Linked DNA regions of Mus musculus: regions 1, 3, 4, 5 and 6 are each linked to region 2. Evidence: chromatin contacts called from public HiChIP or PLAC-seq and promoter capture Hi-C data. All regions are on one chromosome and are shown on one strand. Each heading gives the region's core, a stretch centred on a gene start, on an enhancer-like site or on the middle of the called end of the contact. The rest is flanking DNA. Distances are from core to core; before and after follow the strand shown.

Region 1 (3,843 bases), core at 358-2,857, 660 kb before region 2:
CACATATACCTGTGCATGCACAAACACTCATATACACACAGAGATAAACACACTCATGAACACACAGAGAGACCCACATATTCATTCACACACCCACACATAAATGCACACAGAAAGGCAAATACACAGAAAGACATGAAAGACAGACAGACACACACACACACACACACACACACGTAGAAAGATGCACACACAGACACAACCTGTTCTAGAGCCCTGTACCCAACCATGCAGAGCCGTGGCGGGAAGCCGCGCTTCTCCCACTCCCTCATTTCTGAGCAGGAGTGACCAGATAACTCAAGTTTGTAAGACCGCAACGGTTGTGCGGACAATGAAAAATGGGACCTGCCAGCATCCGCGTGGCCAGCCAGTGCTTCACACACTCTGCCCGCCAGCAGCTCCCGGGCACCGTGTCCTGGGAGAATGGCACTCTACATTGGCACTCTACATTACACCCTCCGTCACCCCTTGGAAGGCTGAATGCAAACAACAGTCAGAAAGCTGTTTTTACCTGGGAACGCTGGCTGCTTACTGCTGGGTCCCAATGCGCATGCATCCATCACCATGTCCACCCGGCCCTCAGTCCTAGACAGGCCTCTGCTTCCTAGGCTCATCTCCTGTGTCCTTCCGCCCTTGGTCTCAGTGTATCTCCCTCCTAACTCCCCTCTGCCCTTCCACCACCCATCTCTGTCCTTATCCTCGCCTCTATCATGCTCAGCCTCTTCCCTGCCTCCATCTGAATTTCCATCCACCTCCAGGCCCCGCCCCATCTACATCCTTCTTCCATCTCCGTGTTTGCCCCCCTTCCTTCCTCTATCTCCCCCCACACACCCATCCCATCTCTTTTATGAGACAGTCTCATGAAGCCGAGGCGGTCCTTGGACATGGTATGTAATGACCTTGAACTTCTCATCCCATGCCGCTACCTCTCTAGGGCTGGCATTACAAGTGAGACAGTGCTAGATTTATAGGATGCTGGGGATCAAACTCAGGACTCGAGACATGCTAGGCAAGCACTCTACCAACTATGCTACATTCTTAAGTCCCCATCTTTCCCACCTTTATTTATTTATTTGTTTGTTTGTTTGTTTATTCTTGAGACAAGGCCTCACTATGTAGCTCGGGCTGGCCTGGAATTAACTATGTAGACAAGGCTGACCTTGAACTCACAGAAATCCCCCTGCTCCCTTACCGCCTCTCTCCAGCCCCGCCCCCGCCTACTAAATTCTAATATTAAAGGTGTGTGTGGCCATGCTCAATTCCCATCTACAGCCTTAGCTCAGTCTCCACCTTGACCACTATCCCCATCTCCGTCTTTCTCCCAACTCCGGCCTTATTTCTACCCCACCCCCACCCCCACTTGGATTTCCTTCCCGATAAGTCTCCATCAGGGTCAAAACCGAGCAGCCTTTTATGTGTCCTTGGCCTGAGAGCCGGTCTCTGTTTATCCAAAGACAGCCAGCTCAGGGCACAGGCCTTGGGACATCCTTGATAAGAAAATCCCAGTTCAATGGCAGGCTCCGGAGTGAGCAGCGTGGGGCCACCTGGCTGTGTTCAGCCGCATCCGGGCCATGGCTTGTCTGACCCAGTTTCTTCCCACTCCTCTGCTATCTCCACTGGAGAGCGGTGCCCAGAGCTCCCAGCAGCCCTTGCGGGCGTCCTTCAGACCAACCCCTTTGCACCTAGGGACATTGCTCTGAAACTCCCCATCCCCACCCACAACCGCCCAGCCTGCAGGCTCTCCTCCAGCTTATTTCTCTCGCTTTGTCTTAAGAGGAGGGATCTGCTTCAGGACGTTTCTTTGGCTAATTCTGTGTGCAGCTGTCAAGCACGGCACAGCAGCTGCTAAACAGACACCACCCTCGGCCTAGCTAGCCTGTCACCCCGTCCCACAGCCATCGAGAGAGTTAAGAGGTGACGTTATTTTCAGCTCCGCAATTCATATTGATGGAGTATGGTGATGGTCGGTGATCCGTTTTATGAAATTAATCCTGAAATATGGCCCGTCTGTATCATGCAAGCAGAAGTTTGTCTCGGGCTCTGTAACTCACTTCTGAGAGAGCGCAACGGTCCTCACAGCTCTGTCAGTGATCTAGCTGTCTTTGCAATTTGGGGTCACAGTAAAGAGATGTCCCTAAGTCTGTCCAGCTGTGCTCCCACCCCACCAGGGTTTAATCCTCCCCACGAGCTCATCCCCTTATCCTGGTGCGCACTTTAACAAAGGCAGAGCAGAGCTTCATACTTAGACCAAGTGTCAATATCCTTGCCTTGGCGCTTTGGGTCAATCAGCTGCCATCCCTCCGTCCTCGGTCTTTCGGTCTGAGAAATGGGTTGAATCTGACACATTTGCCAACGTTCCGGCTCCCAGGTGTTTTGGGAGAAGCAGAAGAGAAATGGAGCAGAAACCTCTTAGGAGAATTTGAAATGCTGACCAAACAGAAGGATTGTTTAACTCTCTTCTCCCGTAGCCCTTTCTCTGTGCCTGTGAAGACAGGAACACCATTGTCTTGTGGGGGGGACGGGACCCTAAGGCCTGCCCTGCAGCTGCCTCTCTGTGAAGGTGCTGAGCCTGCTCCAGCCCTGAGGGTCATTTATCATGGGAAGAGCATCAATTAGATTTGGGGGAGGGGTGGAAAGAAGGAATGGACAAGTTCAAAATTATATTATTTGCAAAAAATCTATTCTTCCTCCCAGCATGCCCGCTCTATCGACTGCCTCTCTCTTTTCAATCAGCCCCTAGCCATTATGCTGTATTTCAGCACCGGAAAAGTAGCCTCTAAAATAAGTGTCCATGAATATAAATGTCCCGAGGAGTGCACCTTCATTTCTTGATTTGATTTCTTGATCTTGTGTCTCTCTGTTCCTTTCCCATCCTCTCCAGAGTCTCTCTTTTGCTTCACAATGTCACTCAACACAGCGCCTCTTCCAGGAAGTCCTCTCAGCTTACAGCAGCTGGAGCAGCCCAGCTCAGCCTCCCCGCCTTACTCTCCCTGGGCGTGGCTACCTTCCCCACCTGACTCAGTTTCCTCTCTCAAGGCTGGCCTCCCGTGTGGTCTCCCAGATATTCTTCCAAACCTGGCAAGGCCTTTTCTCTGGGTGCCTGGAGCTGGTCCCCTCAGGCAGCTTGTCACTCAGACCCAGTGTGCCTCGGCTTCTCCTCACCAGGCTGCGCTTGCTGGAGGCTGGGACTCTGCCCTCTTCATCCTGGCTTCAGACCTCAGGCGGTCTCCCACACAGGAGCTAAAGTCCCATTCCTGTTTGTGTCCCTTACAGGACACCAGACAGGCTGTGACAGGGATCCCAGGAGGCCCTGTGAGTGCCCTGGGCTGGCCTGTCTTCATCTCTAGCCTTCTCCATTAGGTCCTTACCATGCTCTACACACACAAAGCTTCCTCTGTCCCTTCCCTCCCTCTGTCCCTCAGTCCATCGCCTCCCTCCCTCCCTTCTTCCCTTCCTTCCTTCCTTTCTAACTTCCTTTCTTCCTAGCTTCCTTCCTAACTTACTTCCATTCTAGCTTCCTTCCTTCCCCCTCCCTCACTCTCTAGCTCCTTCTCTCCCTCCCTTCTGTCCCTTCTTCCCTCCTGTGGTGGTTTGTCTTTGCTTGGCCCAGGGAGTGGCACTATTTGGAGGTGTGGCTTCATTGGAGTGGGTGTGGCCTTGTGTCACTGTAGGCATGAACTTTAAGACTCTTGTCCTAGCTGGTCTAAGAGTAGGGACCTGCTAACATATTTCTGTTAGGTTTTGTTCTTTAGGCATTTGCTGAAGATGGTAGAATGTTTTGTGTTTGAGGGCAGGGACTTGTTCTCAGAGTAACTCTGTCTTTACGTATAACAGTGTATGAAT
Region 2 (3,647 bases), core at 293-2,792:
GCTCCGGCGTGCCATTTCCTGAAACCCGGACCTGACGGCACACTTAGGCAGAATTCTTTTCTAGTTGGTTCTAATGTTTTATATCAAAGCATCACGGCTTAATCTCTTCAATCTTTTCGAATGCCAGGTCTATTAAGAGGCTTTCAGACGGTGCTTCTAATATCCCTGAAACGCACCAGTTGGTGCTCATTTTCTGAGTTGTTTTACATAAGTGCTTCCACCCAGGCTGGTGACTTTGATCAAATAACTTAGATTTGGTTCTCCAGGATTCTCCGCCTGCCTTCAAACGTTTGGTCCTGTGCACCCTCCCCCCGCCCCCATCCCGCTTCTTGATGTAATTAAGAACGAACTGCAAAGACCCTAGAAACTCTCTCTAGTCAACCAAGGAAGTTGCCAAAAAAGAAACTTTCAGTGTTAACTCGGGCGCTCGAGAGAGAGAGAGAGAAGTAGGAGGATCAGGTTCAATGTCAGCCTGGGCTACACGGTCAGTTTCAGGCCAGCCTGGGCTACATGAGACGGAAACAAAACCCCAAAGAAAAACATTTGTCAGAAGAGAAAGTGACACTGAGATGCAAACCTTCCCCTAGTTCCAACCAAGCCGATCGTGCACGTGGCTTGTCGGGTCCTGTGAGGGGGGCCCTGTCGACTCCTCAGCCTTGACCCCAGCACCTCTGGCCACTTCTCTTCCCGGATTCCTAGACCCTGCACTGTCCCACGGGGTAGGGGAAAGGTTTCCTCTCCCACTTCTGCCAGGTCAGATTCTTTACAATTTTAAAACTCAGCTCTCCCAGGGAACGCCTTCCTTGATCCTGGAACCCGGTAAGTACCATGCTTTCAGTAATTTCTTAATCTTTCCTCTTACTTCGCCTTCCAACTGGGCAGAGATCTTGTTCTCCAGGTCTGTATTCTAAGCTTCTAGCACCTTTGCATCTAGTCTTGCTTGTACTGAGGCGCGGTAAATACGTTTTTAAAATGAAGAAAATTCCCATCACAAGTACTTTCAAGTCCACCTATGCTAATTACTAATTTCATAGTACGTCCCCCAGCTAATTACTAATTTCATACTACACCAAACCTTTATGTAACTTGATCATTCTAACAGCACCCGGCTGCACACTCTGGACGCATCCACGACGTATCAAATCTACCCTGAGTCTGCACAGGAGAAAGTTACTCAAATTGTGTTCATTTTTCATTCCCATCACTCAATTAGGGCACGTCCCTCGCTGGCTGCTGCGTGAGCAAAGCAACTATTTTCCAGCGAGTGTCCTCAGGTGACCTGTCTAGACGCTCAGGGGGAAAAAACAAGAGAATCTGACACTCTCCCGAGCCCCGAAGACGCCTTGTGACGCGCAGGCCGCGCTGCGTGCAAGGGCGTGCGGAGCGCGCAAGCGGCGGGGCCCAGCGGGGCCTGCGGCGTGGCGCCGGGCGTCCGGGACGCAGGCTCGGGTGGGCGGCCCGGCTGGGCGGTGGGGTCCTCCGGCCGGTAGGGGGCGCGCGCACCCGGGGCCCCTCGCCGCCCGCCGCGCGCGCGCTCGCTTGCCGCCCGGCCGCACATGTGTTTCTGTTTTGTGTTGTAGCATTTGTTCTGGAAGCTCGTATTTACATTTTAAGTGTATCTGGTGAGTGGGCTGGAGCCCTCGTCCCGGCCGGGGAGAGAAGAAGCCTTCGACCCCGTCTTTCAGTCGCTTCCCTCCTCGTTTCTCATCACTCCAACCAGGTAGGGGCTGGAAACCGTCTGGGACCAGTTTGCAGGGTCTGGGAAAGTTTTTTTTTTTTCCTCTTTTTTTTTCTCCTCTCCCTCCCCCTTCCCCCCCGAGAAAGGTTAAAAAAAAAAAAAAAGACGCTGGGGAAGGGGGGGTTGGGGGACGGAATGAATAAGAAGGGGAAGGAAGGCGGATCCACGTGGTTTAATCGGAGACAGACAGAGATCCCATTGTTCAAAATCAATAAAAAAAAAAAAAAAAAAAAAAAGCAGACGGGGCGAGCGCCGGGCCGCGGGGGCCGGGCTGGGGCCCCACGAAAGTTCCTCTTTTCGCGCGTGCTCGCAGGTGCTTGGGGCCCGGCCGGGGTACAGGGGGGGGTCCCCGCGTGGCGCGCGGCGTGGGGAGGGGCGAGGGAGCAGCAGGTGGGGCGGCCCACGCCGCGCCGCGCGTCCCCTCCCCCGCCCCGCAGCCCGCCCCGTGTGCATTGTGCGCCCCGTGTGTCTCCCGCAGCCCGGCGACCATGCCCAGGAAGAAGGGGGCGGCCTGGGAGGAGCCGAGTTCGGGCAACGGCACGGCGCGCGCGGGGCCCCGGCGACGCGGCGGCCCCGCGGGCAGGAAGCGCGAGCGGCCCGAGCGCTGCAGCAGCAGCAGCGGCGGCGGCAGCAGCGGCGACGAGGACGGCCCGGAGCTGGACGGGGCCCCCGGCGGCGGCAAGCGCACAGCCAGGCCGGCGACGGCGGGCAAGGCGGCCGGCGCGGCCGCGATCATCACGGAGCCCGAGCACACGAAGGAGCGCGTCGTGAGTGGGGCGGGGGCGGTTGGCGGTTTTGGGGGGGAGGGGCGCCGTGGGGTCACGCCCCGCCCCTCCCCCACGCCGCGCGGGGGAACTCCGGGGAGCCAGTCCCGGGCCGGGGGAGGGGGGGGACCGGGTGTGCGCGGCCACGCGGGGGCTGTCAGTCCCTCCTTCCCCCCCGTGCGTCCACCCCCCTCCTCCCCCCCACCCCCGCGTCTCTTCCTCCCCCCGAGGGGGGAGGGCAGTCCGCGGGGAGCAGCCGGCTCGCGCCGGGGCTTTGAGGTTCCCGCCGCTGCGGCTCGGGCGCCCCGGGGGGGCGGGGCCTGGCGCGCGGCGCGCATGCTCCGTGTTAGCCCGGCGCGGTCGGCCCGGCCGGTGCGCGCGGGGCATGGTGGGGGCCCGCGCGGCGCGGCCGTGAGCGCGCATGCTCCTCGGAGGCCCTCCCCACCCCGGGGCTCCCCTCCCACCCGCGACCCCCCGCGGAGCGGCGCTGGGCTTTGTCTGCCTCGGGTCCTCGCGGCGTGGGGGCCAGTGGGGTCGGTGCTCCCCTGAGGCTCCGGTCTGGGCCGTGGAACTTGAGCTTTCGCGGGGGCGGGGGTGGTGGTGGAGAGGAAGCCCCGCAGAGCCGGGCCCAGGGTCCGCTTGAGTCTCCGCCAGAACTTTGTAAAAGCAAGTTTTCGGTGATACACCCCTCTACCCCCTCCGCCTCTGTGTCCCGGAGATCACGTTCTCTGTTAACTCTAAGAAAGAGATGGAGCTTGACCCTCGGGAGAGTGTTGCCCATGTTCCCAAGGGTGTTCTGCAAAAGGTGGCAAGGGCACACTAAGAGGGGTAGAAGAGTCCTAACCATCTTGCAGTAGAAGAAAGGTTCCCGCTAGGCATGCAGAGGGGCCCTGCATGAGGTAGGCTCGCCAGGTAGACCGGTCTTAGCCAGAGTATTGGAAGGGTAACTCACAAGCTGCTCTATTTATTGCCTAGTGGGTTTGGACAAGGCTAAGAAGTTGGGCATGATAGGGTCTTTTCTCTGCTGCATCGGGTTGTCCTGAAGTTTAGGAAAGCCATGTGGAGTTGGATTATTTTGTGAGTAGGAAAAAAAAAATCAGTAAGACAATGACTGCTCGTAGGGGTGGCAGAGGGAAGGCATTTAT
Region 3 (3,818 bases), core at 1,166-3,665, 550 kb before region 2:
GCTGAATTGTCTCCCAAGCAGGCTTGGTTGACCCAGGCTCCTGCCTCCATCCCCAGGGTGGCTGAGGTCTCTCTTTCTCTCTCTGTGTGTCTTGCCTCCACAAGGAGTCACCTCTGGACAGTTTCACCCAGCATTTTCTAAAGAAGCATTCAGTTTGGAGGATTCTGTAAGGATGGGGAGGGGAGGGGGACACTGCCGCTGCCTCTCCGCCCCGAGTGCTCATCTCAGGCTAGGTGAACCGTGCCGTGTCTCCCACACATCCTTGCTTGATGTTGACAATGTCTTCATGGGTCTGTGCCTCTGCAGACAGGTGGCTCTAGCCAGGCGCTGATGACAGCATCCTGAAGCCTCTGGCCCAGTCTATTCCTCTGCCAGCATCCTCCTCCTGTCTTTAGAGTGGAAGTGGATGGCCCAGAAACCTTGGAGACCTGCATCAAGATGACCAGACTGGCTAGTGTTTAGATCTACCTGGACCTTGCTGGACGGGAGACCAGGGGCCAGCTAGTGTACTTCTCTGAGCCTCATTGTCCCCAGCTGTTGAGTATTCAGAGGTGGCTGGTCAAACACCCAGCATTGCAGCTGACCAACACTGTGGATAGCCTTCATGCTCACTATGGGGGAGTCAGGGTTTGAGCCCTGTCTTGTCAACCTGCAGGCTCTTACTTCAGAGGGCTCAGCCCTTCCTAGGGATCTAACCACTCAGGAGTTCTCACCTCCCCTTGCAGTGGACCTGGTCTCCCGGGGCTCTCAGCAGAGAGGACTCAGTCTTAGAGTCTAACTCCAGCCTCACGGCCTGGGCAGGGTCTTCACCCTTCCTGATGTAAGTTTTCTAAGCTGTTGTTCTTGCTCCTTCTCTGGGAGCTCCTGGATGCCTCTGAATTCCCCGCCCCCGGCTTCCGTATTCATGGAAGAAAGAGCTCATGGGGAGGAAAATGGGAGTGCAGGCTGGGGTTGGGTACTATGGGGCTCTAGAGGATGACAGGAAATGAATGACCCTTGTCCTCAGACCTGTGGATAGCACTAGCTATGCTTGGAGTGAGTATCACAGACAGAGATAAGCTTTATTAGGGCCACAGGGCACAAGCCCTCTTCAGTTAAAATTCCTTCCTGTGTCCTCTCCTCTCAGCTCGCAGGCATGGCTGACCTCGCCCATGGATGTCCACTCAGAGGTCACTTCTAGGTGATTCTGGTTCCCAGAGCACACGGAAGTCATCCAAACACCAGCTTTCTGCAGAACGCTACCCAGGCACCATCAGCGAGGCCGCCATCAGATCTTCCATCCCTTCTACCATGACACTGCAGGGTCATGCAGCCTGGGACAGTCCAGAGCCCCAGATCAGAACCACAAAGAGTCACTCAGCTGGCTGTGAGCCTTCCTTACTGCCGTGCTGGTGGGTAGCCACTCTGACAGATGCTTAGACACCTTCAAGCGGGGAAGCCACCTATCCCAAGATACTCTATCTGTGGTTGGAAAGCTCACACTGTAATAAAAATCTTTGCTCGATCAACTTTTACATTTCCCCAGAAATCTCCTCTCTCTCTCTCTCTCTCCCTCTCTCTCTCTCCCTCTCTCCCTCTCCCTCTCTCTCTCCCTCCCTCCCTCTCTCCCTCTCTCTCTCTCTCCCTCTCTCCCTCTCTCCCTCCCTCCCTCTCTCCCTCTCTCTCTCCCTCCCTCCCTCTCTCCCTCCCTCCCTCCCTCCCTCCCTCCCTCCCTCCCTCCCTCCCTCCTTCCTTCCTTTCTTATTCTTCTCAGCTCTGGAGAGGTAAAGACAGGATCCTTGGAGCTCGGTGGCAGCCACTATAGCTGCACCACTGACCTCAAGACTCTGAGAGACCCTGCCTCAAAACAAAGGCAGAGAAGGATTGAAAAAGTTATCTGATGTCGTTTCTTCCCTCCCACCCCAAGCCACATGCTCAGGACTGCTCTAGGCCTCAGGTGAGAAGGTGCAGGGTACAGCCCCAACCAATCAGAAGGCTGTGTTTTGAATGAGTCATTTCACCAATCTAGTTCATCCTCTGAGTCCAAGCCCTGCCCCCCAAAGGTGGTGGAAAGGCGAAGACTGGCACGTCCTAAGCACAGGTGACAACTCAGCCCATCGTTCCCCAGGCGTGCAAGAGAAAAGAGCCAGGATCCTGGGCTGAACACCCTGCTATGTGGCCTCGGGCCAACCACCTCCCTGCTCTGAGTTTTTAGTCAGAGGACACTTGTCCTCTTAGGGACAGTGAGGAAGGTCTGATACCTGTGTCAAGTTGTGCATGAGGGCTCTGCACATGAGGGTCTAACTCCAACAAGGTCAAAGTGTTAGGATGAAGAAGAGGATGGAAGGAAGAGTGACAGGCATTGGTCCCTGGAGGTGACCCTGAAGCTGAGCCCTGAGGGAACGTCTACGATTGGCAGACGGAGGGTGGGAAGGGAAGGGCACTTGTGGTAGCAGATGCAGCGAGGGGAGGGGGTGAGGAGTGTTGGCACAGCTGAGGATGAACCATACGATGGATCGGGTGGCGTGCCCACTGGGGGCCTCGAAAGCAGCGAGGCTGGAGCCAGAAAGGTCTGGCAGTTGGGTTAGGTGACCTTGAACTTGACCCTGCAAGTGATGGAGAGCTTTGGTGTGAAGGGTGGGGCAGAGAGGGTCGCAGTGGTTGGTCAGATATGTGTTCTAGAAAAGCCCATGGCTACGGCTGTCTGCAAGGAGAGACGCTGCCAGTGAGGCTTAGCACCCAAGGAGAAAAGGCAGGGCTAGGAGGAGCAGAGACTGAGGCGAGATGAAGCTGGATGCCTCTGGATGGAGCTGGATGCAGCCGCTTTCTGAAACACCTCATTTCTGCTGTGGTGTTTTATTTCTCTGGTGTGCTGGAGTGGAAGTTTGCCTTTAATCCTTCTCTGACAAGTTAAGTCAGCCCCTTGTCATTTAAACCCAGCAGGGCGTGAGTCAGGCAGAGACATTGAAAATCACACTTCAGGCTTAATATAGCTCCGTACTCCACCAGCTCGGAGGCCCTTGCAGCAGCTCGGGCAGGGACTCCCACCTCAGCTTGAGGGAGCGCCCTGGCCTGCAGCAGCCTCTGAGTCTAGGATCCTCTGGGATCAGAGAGAAAGCCAAGGCCGGCTGGAAGGTGGGAAGGTAGCAACATTGTTTCTACCCTCTGCCTGGGATTAACCTTCCCTTTTACAGGAAGATCCCGAAGCTCAGAGAGGGGAAGTGGTTGGCCCAAGGCCACACAGCAGGGCGCTCTGTGCCAGGTTCTGGCTCTTTTCTCTTGGATGCTTTGGGTAAATGAAGACAAATACTAGACATGCTCAGCCATCACCCCGTTGGCCCTGGATCCACCAAGTTGACCGCTTCTGTCGGTATCCAATAAGAAAGCCCGTTGTTCGTGGAGTCCACGTGCAGGCCAATAGAACATCCTGATATTCGTGAGTCCGTGCCAGCTGTTGGCTCTCCCTCCTGACAGCTTGGGAGCCAAGAACTCTTATCAGGCCTGTATGGGGCAGGGAGAGATCTCATTGCCAATATCGGGAACTTGATCTTAATCCCCAAGAGCAGGATTTTTTTTTTTCTGGTCAAAAATTTCTCTCCTGGTGCCAGAAAGGGCAGTGATGAACTAGCCACATCAAGCTGTCCTTTCTTTCCTTCTTATCTCCCTCCCCCGGGCCAGGAGCAGCCGTGTGCAAACCCAGTCTGATGGAGCTGGGGGTCTGGTTTGATCCCAGCCTCTGGCAGTGACTCTCCCCCCACCCCCCATGTTGATTATGACTCTCATCCCTCCCCACCTTGGTCCCTGGAAGCTCACGAGGGTCTCTCACAGCCTGACAGGTC
Region 4 (3,643 bases), core at 237-2,736, 600 kb after region 2:
GACTTTGACTGCTGCCCCCTCCTCTGTGCTCCCCGCTGCTGAGAGGCCTGTGGCACACTCAGGTACACACAGGTCCTCTCACACTGGAGCACACACTTGCATACACATCAACACGTCCACGCTCGATATAACACACAAGTCGCTCACGGATTCCCATACACTAACCCTTATGACCCAGCTCAGATGCTCCGGTACTTCATCCAAACATGCTCACACATACATGTCCAGCCACTCTCCTTCTCAGAAGACATAGCCTTCTCTCCCATCATCCATCCCTGATCAAAGGCTTTAATTAACCCCAACACCTATAATTAACCCTTTCTCTCCCCCTCCAGGGGAAATGTCTGAACCCGTTTCTCAGAAACAGGCGCCAAGGCCAAGCTGGTGGGTAGGACCCCAGGAGGAGCACCTGGTACCAGAGTTGTATAATATGGGCCAGGATGACCAGGGACTGGGGAGTCACAGAGAGGAAGGCCAGGGACTAGGAGGTGGGCAGAAAGGTCCACGGAGAACCAAGCCTGCTACAGCTGTTCCCTTTCCACTGGCCAAATGGTAACAGAGCAACAGGCAGTTGTGGGTGACTGGACTGGCTGCCTGGTTCACTTCACATCCGTTTGTTTCACTGACTCTAGACGCCAAGAGAAGAGATGAACTCAGATTTGAGGAACCTTGGCAGAGGAAGGGTGGGTAGGAGGCAGACATCCCCAAGGTATCAAAACGTAATCTCATTCTGTCACCCAGGGATCAGGGGACAAGGGTGTTCTGTTGGAGTTCAGAGGCAGAGGTCAAGAGTTACCCATGAGGGTGTGTGCTGGGTCCCCAAATGGAAGTGGTTAAAGCAGGTCAGGGCCCAGCTTCAAGTCCTGTGACTTGTCTGTGACTGTTGAGTTGTGCAGCCTTTGGGTATCCTAGGGTACCTTGGAACCTTATCTTAAGCCCTCCACTCTAAAGTGAAGACACCTGCATGTCTGACATGTTCCCAGAGGCACTACTCTTGGTACACAGCTTAGAGGACCTTCCTGGGTGTGGCATATCTTCTGGGGGACTCAGGAGCAAGTGTGTATGTGTGTTTGTGTGTGTGTGTGTGTGTGTGTGTGTGTGTTATCAGGAGTTCTTGTTCTTGTTCTTTTTCTTTTTCTATTTTTTGGTTTTTTGAGGCCCTTTGCTACGGAAGCTTCTACTTCTCAGATTTACAATTCACATCTTGAAGCCCAAGGGCAAAAGGGGAGAGTAGGCACAAATTCATTCCACATATTTGGACACTAACCCTGGTGGCGCTTTGAAATGAGAAATCTCCTCAAGGTTTGCACACGAAGGCCCACGCACTGGCCCCCTCAATCCTCCCCAAATTCCTGACCTCCCCCCCAACCCCAACTTCCCTCTGGCTTCCCCGCCCTCTAGTCAGGGTGTCAGTCCGGCCCCTTTAAAGACATTCCTGAGGGCGTGGTTTCGGTGACGTCAGCGCAGGGCATGAATGAACAGGAGCGGGTTCTCACCCAACTTCCATTAAGGACTTGGAGCAGGAGGGTAGAAGTTGTCTCTGTCGGCGGGCGGGCAGGATTGGGGCACCGAGACCGGCGTGCGGACAGCAGGGATCGCGGGGAGCGAGGGGTGCGGCATGGAGCTCCGGGCAGTCGGTTTCTGCCTGGCGCTGCTGTGGGGTTGCGCGCTGGCGGCCGCGGCGGCACAGGGAAAGGAAGGTGAGTGTCTACGCGGTCGGTGGCCGCAGCCTAGCAGGGACTCCGGGACATGGGACCCCGGGCGCCCCAGCCTCCTCTCTGGGACGCACCTTTGGAAACTGACTTATGGCTGCTGGGTCTCAGTGCGCAAGGTTAGGCAGAGCGCGCGGGCTGCGGTCCGGAACGATCTTGGGGATCCATACCCTGAGATCCTAGGTTCTCTGGAACTAAGGGATCTCGGCTGGGGCGCGCAGGGCTCGGAGGCCGCGGGAAGGGGGACGCGGCGCCCGCCACGCGGTTTCAGCCCTGTGGCGGCTTCTGGAGCGGGACCCCCGCAGGGCGCTCTCGGTCCCTCAGAGGAAAGGACGCTCAGTAGGGTTTTCCCGGCGATCAGCCTCTTAGTAACCCGAGTTCACTTAACTCATCATCTGCCCCGATTTCTCGCGGAAGGCATTTGGATGCAGGCCCTGCTTTTTGGGGAGGGGTCCTCTCGGTGCCCTGCACCAAGCAAAAGAGTCTCTCTACGCCCCATCCGATTTTTCACTGGGGTCCTTTGGGCCAGCATTGGGAGCGCCTGGGGTCAGCCCCGGCCACTCACACCTTCCCTCCTTCCCAAGCTGCCCTCCCAGGTTCGGGAGACAGGTTAAGGGCTGGGAGCGAGTACAGGAAGTCCCAAAGTCAAGTGTTCTGAGCAAGGGGTGACTCAGAAGGAGGAAATGCGGCAGGTGGGGTTGCGGCTTCCCGCGGTGTGGAGCCGTCATCTCGGGGCCACGGGGAGCCCAGGCACCTGGAGGTGGGGGAGTGAATCACCTGCCCCCGCCCCAGCGTCTTGGAGCCACGCAAGGTGAGGGGGCCCGCACAGGTTGCCTTTGCTCAAGGCCGCAGCCGGGGGTGTGCTTGGGGGCGTTGTCCCTCAGCTAGGGTCTCCGAGAGGGTGGGAATTCCTGCCCTGCCCTTGGCCGAGGATCTTCCTGTCTACCCAGCCGGAGCTAGCTGGCTTCCGTTTCCCACAGCAAAAACTTTTCTCTGCTTTTGGGCATAGCAAGTCTTCTGCCGACTCCAGCTAGGGGTCGGGGGGTGAAGCGCAGAGGAACCCTTTGGGGTGAGAAGTTTCCTTATTCTTTTCGCCTTCCACGTTGGGAGGGTAAAAGGCCAGACTGGAGCTCTTGAAGGGTGGAGAGTTAGGGGTAAACGGGGTGTTAGATCCTGGCCCTGTCTCGAGGAAGGGCCAAAGTTGCTTTTGCCAAGGTGTGAACAGGGCAGGGATTCTGAGATCCTAACTCCCCTCCCTGATCCAGCTTGTGGCTCCCTCTTCCTGGGTACTGTGGTTGGGGAGCAGGGAAAGACAGCTGGGACTGCTAGAGGCCTTCCTGGGCTGCCACGGAGTTGAGGATTAGACGTCTGCTTGCTTTGCTGTGCGGGCTCCTGACCCCCGCCCCGGGGCTCCTGACCACCGCCCCGAGCCCCCACCAGGGAAGCCTCAAACAATCTTGTACTTGTGCCTCTGGGTGCATCTGTCAGCCTCGCCCCAGCCTTTGCGATTAATCCCGTTCTGCATGGGATCGAGGAGAAAAAAGGGTGCATATCGCTCGTGGTTGTGGAAAATTCTTGTCTAAGCTCCGCACTCCTCAGGAACACTGTGTCTGTGTGAGGGGTTGGGATGTGTGTGTTGGGAGTGGGGTCGTGACCTAGTTGGTTGCACTTCCCTAGGGGGAGTTGAGGACAGATATGATCCGTGTCCTCTCCAGCCTTGACACAGCTGTGCAGCCTCCTCTTCTGTTTTCTGCTGGGTTCCGAAAACCAGGGGAATCGGTTAGGTCCTCGACAGCTGCTGAACTTACCTCCTGCAGTGCCCTTGACTTTTTTCTTGTGTGTGTGTGTGTGTGTGTGTGTGTGTGTGTGTGTGTGTGTGTGTGTGTGTGTGTGTGTGAAAGCCAATGCACAAGTGTGGAGCTCAAACTTGC
Region 5 (3,884 bases), core at 132-2,631, 700 kb before region 2:
GGCATAGCCTTGGCTAACACTGTCCTACCTCTGTCTAATGCCTGGGCCAGCCTTGGGCACATGGGAAATGCTCTGAGAACCCCAAGTCATGGTTCATCTGGTCACCCAGATGGAAAGGTCAGGGTCAGAGAAAGCAACAGGCTGGGGACTGGGGTGTGAGGAGCCTGGCCACAGTCTGCATGCAGCCTTGGGTATGCTTCCTCAGGGACAGCGGTGGCCATATGTGACCTTTGGCCTGACTCGCTCCTCCTTCGTGATTGCCTCATGGAACACATGTAGTAATTCTAAAAGCCAACTTGGCAAGGATGCCCAGAGGAGGAACTGAGAGTATGTGGAGTGACTAAGCACAGCACCCAGGTACTCGGGTGCAGGTACTTAGTCACAGTCACTCTCCTGGTCATGGTCGGTGGTACCCCCTGCTGCCTCCCTTACCTCACACAGCCAGTACACAGCCATAAACAGTCTCCACTTGCAGGCTCGGCTATGAAGGACTTTGTAGTGTGGTGTCCCCTCCTCAGGCTGTCCTACCTACTTCCTGGAACCTGTTCTGTTTGCTTTTTCTATTTTCTCCATTTTTAGATCCGACAGCAGAGGCCCAGAGAGGGCAAGTTGTTCACAAAGGCCACACAGGAGCCTAGGAGTAGAGCCCAGAAAGGGAACTGAGTGGTTTGGGTAACCAGGCAGACTTGGGTTCAAGTCCTGACCCAGGCTTTGATCCGCCTGAGTGGATTCTGATGGTTCTTCACCTTCCTGTTCTCACATTCTCTTTCAAAGGTGGGCATGCAGCTCAGTGGTGGGGCGCCCACCCACTGAGTGTGGGTCCACAGAGCTCAGTGGTGGGGCATCGCCTAGTGAGTGTGGGGCCCCGGAGCTCAGTGGTGGGGCGCCCACCTAGTGAGTGTGGAGCCTCGGCTTTCCTCTGGAGTCCTAGCACTGAATTAAAAAAAAATTGAATGTGTGGGATGACTCCAAATTCTGTCTTGTAAAGTCTAGGAAGGAGGAGAGCATTCTTCGTGTGGTCAACAAGGCCACTGTGTTCTTTGCCCGCCTTTGGTAGGGGTTCTCTGCTTTGATTAGTGACTATTTTCTGGGCGACAACTCATGGAAGTCCCTTGAGGGACCTGCTGCTATGTGCCAGAGGGTAACCCCTGCCCGGGGAGCCAGTCAGGCAGGGCGTGAATGGACAAGGAGAGACAGAGCCTCCATTTGAGGTCCTGACCCTGCCTGTACCTGGCTCTGGTGGAGGACGGGATGGGTGGTGGGGTCCTGGTCTTCTGGGATTCATTCGGGCTCAAGGTGATTGAGCCTCTCAGAAGCAATACAGGGGCAAAGGAAGGTGACGCCTTTAATGCAGAGAGAAGCATCGAGTTCCAGCCAACCAGCGACATTTGCATTTAAATGGAGGTCTGCAAGTCTGTAAATCTGCATTTCCCAACCGCAGAGCCCTAATGGTTGTTTAATCACGTTTAGATGAACCCCCTGGAGCACTGGGGGTAGGCGCAGCACCGTCTTAGCTCTGTTACAGAGGCTGAGATCAGGCACTCCTTCCTCCTATCTCCTGTCCCGGACAGGCTGCTCACTCTAGAGAAGCGACCGGCCCCTGTCCATGCCAGGATTAACTCAGAACTGGCAGAAGTAGGATTGGCCCCAAAGTCCCCGCAGCCTCCACAGTAATGAGGATGGTGACAAGATTTGAAGAAATGGGCAGCCGGAGCTCTGAGCAGGGCCTGCACGTGCTCCGAGCTTGATGGTTTCTCGTTCTACCTCGGACTGTAGTGCCCACTGAGGCTGAGCAAGCCGGTGGCGTGGACACCGTCCAGGCTTTAGGGTGGCATGTGGGGGTGGCGGCTGATGAACGGGTTCCTCACCGGAGTCACCTATCCTGTGAGACAGACCTCTGAACCCCTGTTCCTCAGGACGTTGGCTTCTGCGAGGTGTTCGCTCTCCCTCAGCTTCCTCATCCACGAAAGGTTCCTGTCCCCTTGTCTTAGATGCTGGCCTTCTAAAGAGCACCAGCTCTGTCTTATCCCTCGCCTGGGGCCTGGCAGGTAATAAGTGCTTAATGAGCACTTGGATCTGTTGTTACTTAGACACGTGCAATAGTACCAGGGACCCTGTAGCTTATCGGTGTTCTTTAGCTCAAAGGCACAGTCACTGGCATCAGGCAGGCCTGGGTCTTAATCTCAGCCTTACCGAGGAACTCATACCAAGTTAGATCCTCACACATGAGGGCTTGTTGAGTCTGGGCCCACAGGATCTGGGCAGACAATTACTCTTGTCTCTGCCTTCAGCACTTTCAATCAGGACAGGGTAGATGGGGGGGGGGGTATTGCCATTGCCGATGTAGCCCAGGATGTGTAAATGATCTTGAACCCCTGATCCCCTTGCCTCCACCTCCCTAGAGCTAGACTGACAGGCCTGTACCCCATCCCTGGTTTATGCTGTGTCAGGGATTGAACCCAGGACTTTGTGCATGTTAGGTGGGCACTCTACCAACTGAGCCACAGCCCGGTGCAATGCTGGTTCAAGTAAAAATGCACGAGAGAACTGGTCAACCAGCTCTCAGCACCACCTTGTGCCTTTGGTCCAAATGACAGGGACTGTCACCAGGGTCACCCCTCATGTCCCATGACCCCTTCCCCAGATCGTGGTCCAGCCCTACCCTCCTCCTTGGCCTGACACAGCTGACTGGTAATGTGTTCTTTCTGAGCCGGGCCCCCACCACTTTCCCCATTGGAAAAAGCAATTAGATCGTGTTTACCAGAGTACGCGGCTGCAATCTGCCGTGCTGTCCTATCCTGTGCGCTGGCCCACTTCCTCCATGCTTTGCTTAGGTCTGATGGGAGATTTGCATACGAAGTAAAAATAGAAAAGCAAAGGGGGAAAGCAAGGGAGGGATCAGCGTGGGGCCAGAGAGCTCTGAGTACACCTGCATCAGTCTGGGGAAACTGAGGGTGGGTGCAGGCTCGTCCCAAACTCGGAGGCGTTCTTGTGTGATTTGATCTGTTGGGTGGGCAGTCAGGTCCCTACGAGAAGCCTGGCTAGCCTCTGCCCCGTAGGCTCAGGGTAGCTGGAGTTCTCCCCAGCGCCTTGCTCACTCTTCCCTGGCTCTTCCAGGGAACGACAGGGCAGAATCCAGTCCCTGCTCCGGATTCCCACTTAGGGCTCTGTTCCTGCCTCCCAGTTTCTCAGGATGGATCCGAGAAGCTCCAGGGAGCAAGGACGTGTTTCTGGATGTGCGCTGAGATAGTGTGGAGAGAGCCAGGGAAGAGAGAGAAGTCCTGGGCAGATGGGCACCTGGTCAGTGACTCTCCGCTGCCTTGTGGAAAGTGGGTCACCAATCCTCTCAGGACTCTGAGAGGGACTGCGTGGGAAAACACTTGGAGTTGTTAGCAGCACTCCCCCATTGGTCTAGCCAAGGCTATGCTATGAGGCAGTTTTGACCAATGAGACACCCGCTTCCCCATTGGCTCCTCCCACGGAGAGTGGGCAAGGCGATGAGACTTGATTAAGCCAATGAACATCAGCCCTCTGTGGCTCCTCCAATAGGCCCTCTGGGTGGGGCCCTGAAACTCGCTTAGGCCTATGGGACACCGGGCATACTGAGGTGTGACAAGTAAGAATCCGGTGTCGTGGACCATCCAGTCCACGAATTCACCCCATCCACGAATAGGGGAGCGGCCAGATTTCTGCAGCAAGGTGCCAGCAGTAGCAGACCCTCCCACCAGTGCCACGGGTGTGTTCAGCCACCAGCAATAGACATCCGATACCCCCAACAATTCCTAACTCTTGCCCCTGATCTTGGCTTCTCCGGTGCCGGCGCACCCATCTGTTTGTTTCCTAGTCCGGTGCAGGGAACTGTATATCCAAACAAAGCTCTCAGT
Region 6 (3,644 bases), core at 860-3,359, 600 kb before region 2:
TTCTAAAACTTGATTTTGCCATAGGGACCACAAGAGCTCATGGGCTGGATGCTGGGGGTTTCCTGTTTATGATTAAAATAGACATCAACTGTTATGAGTGACATACTTGAAGGGGCCCAAGGTTGTTCTCACTACATCATTCCTATCCAGATTTCTCGAGGATCTGGGTTGGGACCCAGGTCATGACGGGACCATAACTGGGTGTGCAGGATCTTGGGTGGTCATCTCCAGAGAGACTGAGCCTGAGTTTGTCCTAATATCCAGCAAGCTCTACACATAGTAGGTGTTTAATGTGTGCTTACAGAGAGTCTCACGGGCAAGCAGTTCCCATTACATATATTTTGGAGAAACTGGATGCATGACTTACAATAGAAACCAGAGGACTAAGGGATCAAGAATTGAGGCTTCCAAATTATCAAGGCTGGGATGGCATTTTTTTTGTACTCACAGCAAGACAAGCATCTGAGCTGCTCAGTAACGCATGCCATCAGGTAAAGACATGCAAACTCTCAAAGGACCACGGATGCTCGGCTCTTTGGACTGAACCAGTAATAACTGTGTCTATTTAAAACCCAGAAGTGTGTTTTCATTAGAGATGATTTCAAAGGACTTCTGTAAGGACCATTGTCTGCCTACTCGGAGTGGCCTTGTCCCTTTCTGGGCACCTTCCCACCTCCACTGAACATACCGTGTCTCCACTCAGAGCTCCAGTCCCCCCTCCCACCAGCCATATCCACTTTGCCTCAAAGCCACTTTTGACTTCAGATCCACTTTCAATGCCACTGTGGCCACCATCTCCTCAGCCCTGCCAGCTGAGTCACCTCGGCGTGTGTCTGAGCAAGTCCTCAGACAGCTCCGGCTTCACTGTTGCAATGGTTAGCTATATATCTGTTTGGACTCCACTTCCCCTCTTTCTAGACTCCACCATATACTGTCTCTCTCTAAATGTCAAACAGACTCTGGGGTGCTGAGGAGGGGAGGAGGGACTGACCCTCGGGGAAACCTAGCTGTCTGGTGAAAGCATGGGGAAGGACAGACAGGTTTTAATGCCTGATGGGGACTCCATGGTATCCAATTTCTAGTGTACACGTCAGAGCCACTGGGGACAATCACTTCCTTCAGTGTCTACCTGCCAATGCCCCACCCCCACCCCACTTTCTGCTATCATATATCATAGCAGTATGCTCAGCTCATGCTGTGCTCAAACAGCCAGTCGGTCTCCGTGGGTGAGAGAACACGTGCTACCAAGTGTTTGTGGGACTCTGGTACCAGGCCCCAGCGTCCTCCGGGGATCACTTAGCTTTCTTGTCTCAGTAACCAGGGTGAACTTTCAAATGCAGGTCATGGTGGGCCAGCTGCTCTCCGTGGCTCCCCGTGGCTCCCGGGGTGCTGAGGGTAAATTGCTACTTTGTTATTTCCTCTGCCCTGGCCATGCTCCGCCCCAGGCAGCCCTTCTCACCCCAGGGCCTTTGTGCTTGCTCTGCCTGCTTTTTGGAGTGACCCCTGCTTTCCTGCCCCACCCTCTGTGCATGACTGTTTGCACTCTAGTTCTCAGCTTGGATGTCTTCTGTGACACACGGGCCCTATTCCCTGCGACCCACCCTTGATCAGGAGTGCCCTGATTTGCATGGCCTCTATTTGCATGGTCCCTATTTGCATGACCCTTATTTACATGGCTGTGATTTGCAAGGTAGAGATTGCACCCTGGAAGTTGCTTGGATAAAGGCTCAAACTAAGCCTGGCCAAACCCATGCAGGGGACAGCACAACTACTGCCTAAGTGTGAAGACTAGAGTCTATCCTCACAGTCAAGTTATTGGCTGGACTAGTGAAGTGGCTAGGCTCTCAGGTAGGAGAGCACGTTTCAGTGTACGACATAGAGAGAGAGATCGAGGAAGCATCATTCTGCATACCCGTGTGTCCCCACACAAGTCACACACACACACACACACACACACACACACACACACACACACACACACGGACACGGACACGGACACGGACACGGACACGGACACTTTACAGCTCCTTGCTTTACCCTGTTCTCTAGTTAAGGCCCCGCCCATTCCCTACTCCTGTTAAGGCCCCGCCCACCCCCTACTCCTGTCTAAGGAGCGAATCCTCCACTCCCAGCCAGTCCCTTCCCCACTACCCCGAATCCCTCACACACTGAATGGACGAACCCTCGAGCCCAAGGTAGCATCACAAGGACTCACACCTGCGTCCGCAGGAGGCAGGCACCCTGTCGTCGACCAGCTTCTGCCGATCGCGTCCCACCAGCTGGGGACAAACACGGGGAGTCCCTGGGGCTCCTTGAGGCTCCCCAGGAAATTGTTCTCTGCCGGTTTCTGGTAATATTCCCAGCCTCATTCTCACCCCGCTTTCCCAGCTGAAGAGGAAGCAGCTGAACAGCTGTGGAGCTGGGACTCTGGGCTGAGATGCATTAATTTGTAAATATCTTCATTTATATGTAAATGCGGAGCCCGGAGCCCCGCCGCTGGCCCTAATGGGGCCTTGCAGCCTGGTACTGCGGCTCTTCCTTCACTGGCTGGCCACGGGAAGATGTTCCCAACACTGCTTGATTTCATTAAGTCTCTTCTTTCACTGGCCCCTGTGTCCCCTACATATGGTGGCTCTGCTCCCCGGAGTGCCCTCTGCTCAGGATACCCAGGTGTCTCAGAGTGCAGAAACTCAGCATGAACATGGAGGACTAAAGGAGCCCGGCACATAAATCCTAGGACTGAACTTAAGTCCATGCTGCTGTGTGACTTTGGAAAAGTCCTATACCCTCTCTGGGCCTTATTTTCATTAACTGTAAAACAAAGACGGCACCATGGTATAGGTGTAGGAAGAGGTGGTTTGGGGTTTGATCAAGTTCATGTCATTCCAATGGGAGACCCTTAGCTGGGTCATCCCTTGGCCTTACTGAACTGTGACCCCTTCTGTAAAATAAAATGCAGAAAAGGGGGAGTTAAAAATGTTACTTTTCCAAGTTCAAGGGGTTAGCTGAAGATAGAGAGCAGCAGAAGAGATAGAAGTGTGTACATAGGGGCTTTCAGGATGGGGGATCCCGTGCAAAATTGGCTTTGCCTTGCGGTGGGGAGAGAGGGTTGCTTGAAGCTTAGGGGTGAACACCTTCAGCTCAGAGTTATGTTTGGGGACCAGGAAACTCTGACCCCAGGTCACCTGTCCACCGAATGGGTCAGCCAGCATTTGACTTGGAGAAAATGGGCACCAATGTCTAACACATTCCATTCTAGGATTACAGGAAGATAGTCTAGTCAGCCTGCTTTCGGGGGGCGGGGGAGGGGCGGGGGGCTGGGAGGCTGGGGGGGGGAACTGGCTCAAGATCACTGGGTAGGAAGTGGCTGTGCCAGGATTTGAAGCCTTCAGGCACCTGCTGGCTTTCTCAAAGCTGGTGAGCACGGCTGGAAGCAGGTGTGTGGGGCGTGGGGGTGGGCATGGGGGAGGCCTGGGGTTTCCTTGTGGTCTGAGGAATCAAAGCTAGGCAGGCCTCTGGAGGGCACACCTATAGGCAGAAGCAGACTGCAAAGGAGGGATTTGTTGCTGCCGGGCGGGCGCTGGGTTTCAGGAAACCTGGCTCCAAGCCAGGAAGTCCCCTGCCTGAGGACTCTCTGGGGCTCC

What was found. Promoter capture Hi-C pulls out the DNA fragments that hold promoters and counts their contacts. HiChIP or PLAC-seq counts read pairs in DNA pulled down with a chosen protein or histone mark.
Region 1: an H3K27ac HiChIP or PLAC-seq map of embryonic stem cells shows a contact between it and region 2, with 2.4 times the contacts expected there. The contact joins the enhancer-like site here to the promoter of Rcc2 in region 2. A contact is called at or near these places in 1 of 39 promoter capture datasets (liver), 1 of 484 Hi-C or Micro-C datasets (cortical neurons), 8 of 115 datasets of contacts at active chromatin or transcription factors (astrocytes, embryonic forebrain, embryonic stem cells and 1 more) and 1 of 9 other capture datasets (embryonic stem cells).
Region 3: an H3K4me3 HiChIP or PLAC-seq map of embryonic stem cells shows a contact between it and region 2, with 6 times the contacts expected there. The contact joins the enhancer-like site here to the promoter of Rcc2 in region 2. A contact is called at or near these places in 1 of 39 promoter capture datasets (hippocampal neurons), 1 of 484 Hi-C or Micro-C datasets (cortical neurons) and 8 of 115 datasets of contacts at active chromatin or transcription factors (embryonic stem cells, forebrain and stem cell-derived neural progenitor cells).
Region 4: a promoter capture Hi-C map of pre-B cells shows a contact between it and region 2. The contact joins the promoter of Epha2 here to the promoter of Rcc2 in region 2. A contact is called at or near these places in 3 of 39 promoter capture datasets (embryonic stem cells, liver and pre-B cells) and 1 of 115 datasets of contacts at active chromatin or transcription factors (embryonic stem cells).
Region 5: a contact with region 2 is called in an H3K27ac HiChIP or PLAC-seq map of embryonic stem cells, with 2.2 times the contacts expected there. The contact joins the enhancer-like site here to the promoter of Rcc2 in region 2. A contact is called at or near these places in 1 of 39 promoter capture datasets (hippocampal neurons) and 5 of 115 datasets of contacts at active chromatin or transcription factors (SST interneurons, embryonic forebrain, embryonic hindbrain and 2 more).
Region 6: a contact with region 2 is called in an H3K4me3 HiChIP or PLAC-seq map of embryonic stem cells, with 4 times the contacts expected there. The contact joins the enhancer-like site here to the promoter of Rcc2 in region 2. A contact is called at or near these places in 3 of 39 promoter capture datasets (embryonic stem cells, hippocampal neurons and liver), 9 of 115 datasets of contacts at active chromatin or transcription factors (embryonic forebrain and embryonic stem cells) and 1 of 9 other capture datasets (embryonic stem cells).

Annotation. Positions count from the first base shown.
Region 1 is chr4:140,042,479-140,046,321 of GRCm38.p6, forward strand. All of the region lies in intron 4 of Igsf21 (immunoglobulin superfamily, member 21), which reads right to left. Among named protein-coding and RNA genes, the nearest start is that of Gm52685, 26 kb to the right of the region's middle. Within about 2 kb of position 1,608, at least 17 of the 459 cell types and tissues checked have an H3K27ac peak or open chromatin away from gene starts, as enhancers often do. A contact at or near this core is called in embryonic stem cells, where this site is marked.
Region 2 is chr4:140,699,931-140,703,577 of GRCm38.p6, forward strand. Rcc2 (regulator of chromosome condensation 2) reads left to right here and starts at 1,543. Exons shown (of 13, transcript NM_173867.5): 1 at 1,543-1,720; 2 at 2,217-2,505. The coding sequence starts at 2,227.
Region 3 is chr4:140,145,171-140,148,988 of GRCm38.p6, forward strand. The region is part of intron 2 of Igsf21 (immunoglobulin superfamily, member 21); the gene reads right to left. Among named protein-coding and RNA genes, the nearest start is that of Gm13029, 4.2 kb to the left of the region's middle. Within about 2 kb of position 2,416, at least 29 of the 459 cell types and tissues checked have an H3K27ac peak or open chromatin away from gene starts, as enhancers often do. A contact at or near this core is called in cortical neurons, embryonic stem cells and forebrain, where this site is marked.
Region 4 is chr4:141,299,735-141,303,377 of GRCm38.p6, forward strand. It overlaps Epha2 (Eph receptor A2), which reads left to right and starts at 1,487. Exons shown (of 17, transcript NM_010139.3): 1 at 1,487-1,700. The coding sequence starts at 1,619.
Region 5 is chr4:140,000,865-140,004,748 of GRCm38.p6, forward strand. No RefSeq gene overlaps it. Among named protein-coding and RNA genes, the nearest start is that of Klhdc7a, 35 kb to the left of the region's middle. Within about 2 kb of position 1,382, at least 15 of the 459 cell types and tissues checked have an H3K27ac peak or open chromatin away from gene starts, as enhancers often do. A contact at or near this core is called in embryonic stem cells, where this site is marked.
Region 6 is chr4:140,101,397-140,105,040 of GRCm38.p6, forward strand. The region is part of intron 3 of Igsf21 (immunoglobulin superfamily, member 21); the gene reads right to left. Among named protein-coding and RNA genes, the nearest start is that of Gm52685, 33 kb to the left of the region's middle. RefSeq lists an enhancer at 1,474-3,644. Within about 2 kb of position 2,110, at least 46 of the 459 cell types and tissues checked have an H3K27ac peak or open chromatin away from gene starts, as enhancers often do. A contact at or near this core is called in embryonic forebrain and embryonic stem cells, where this site is marked.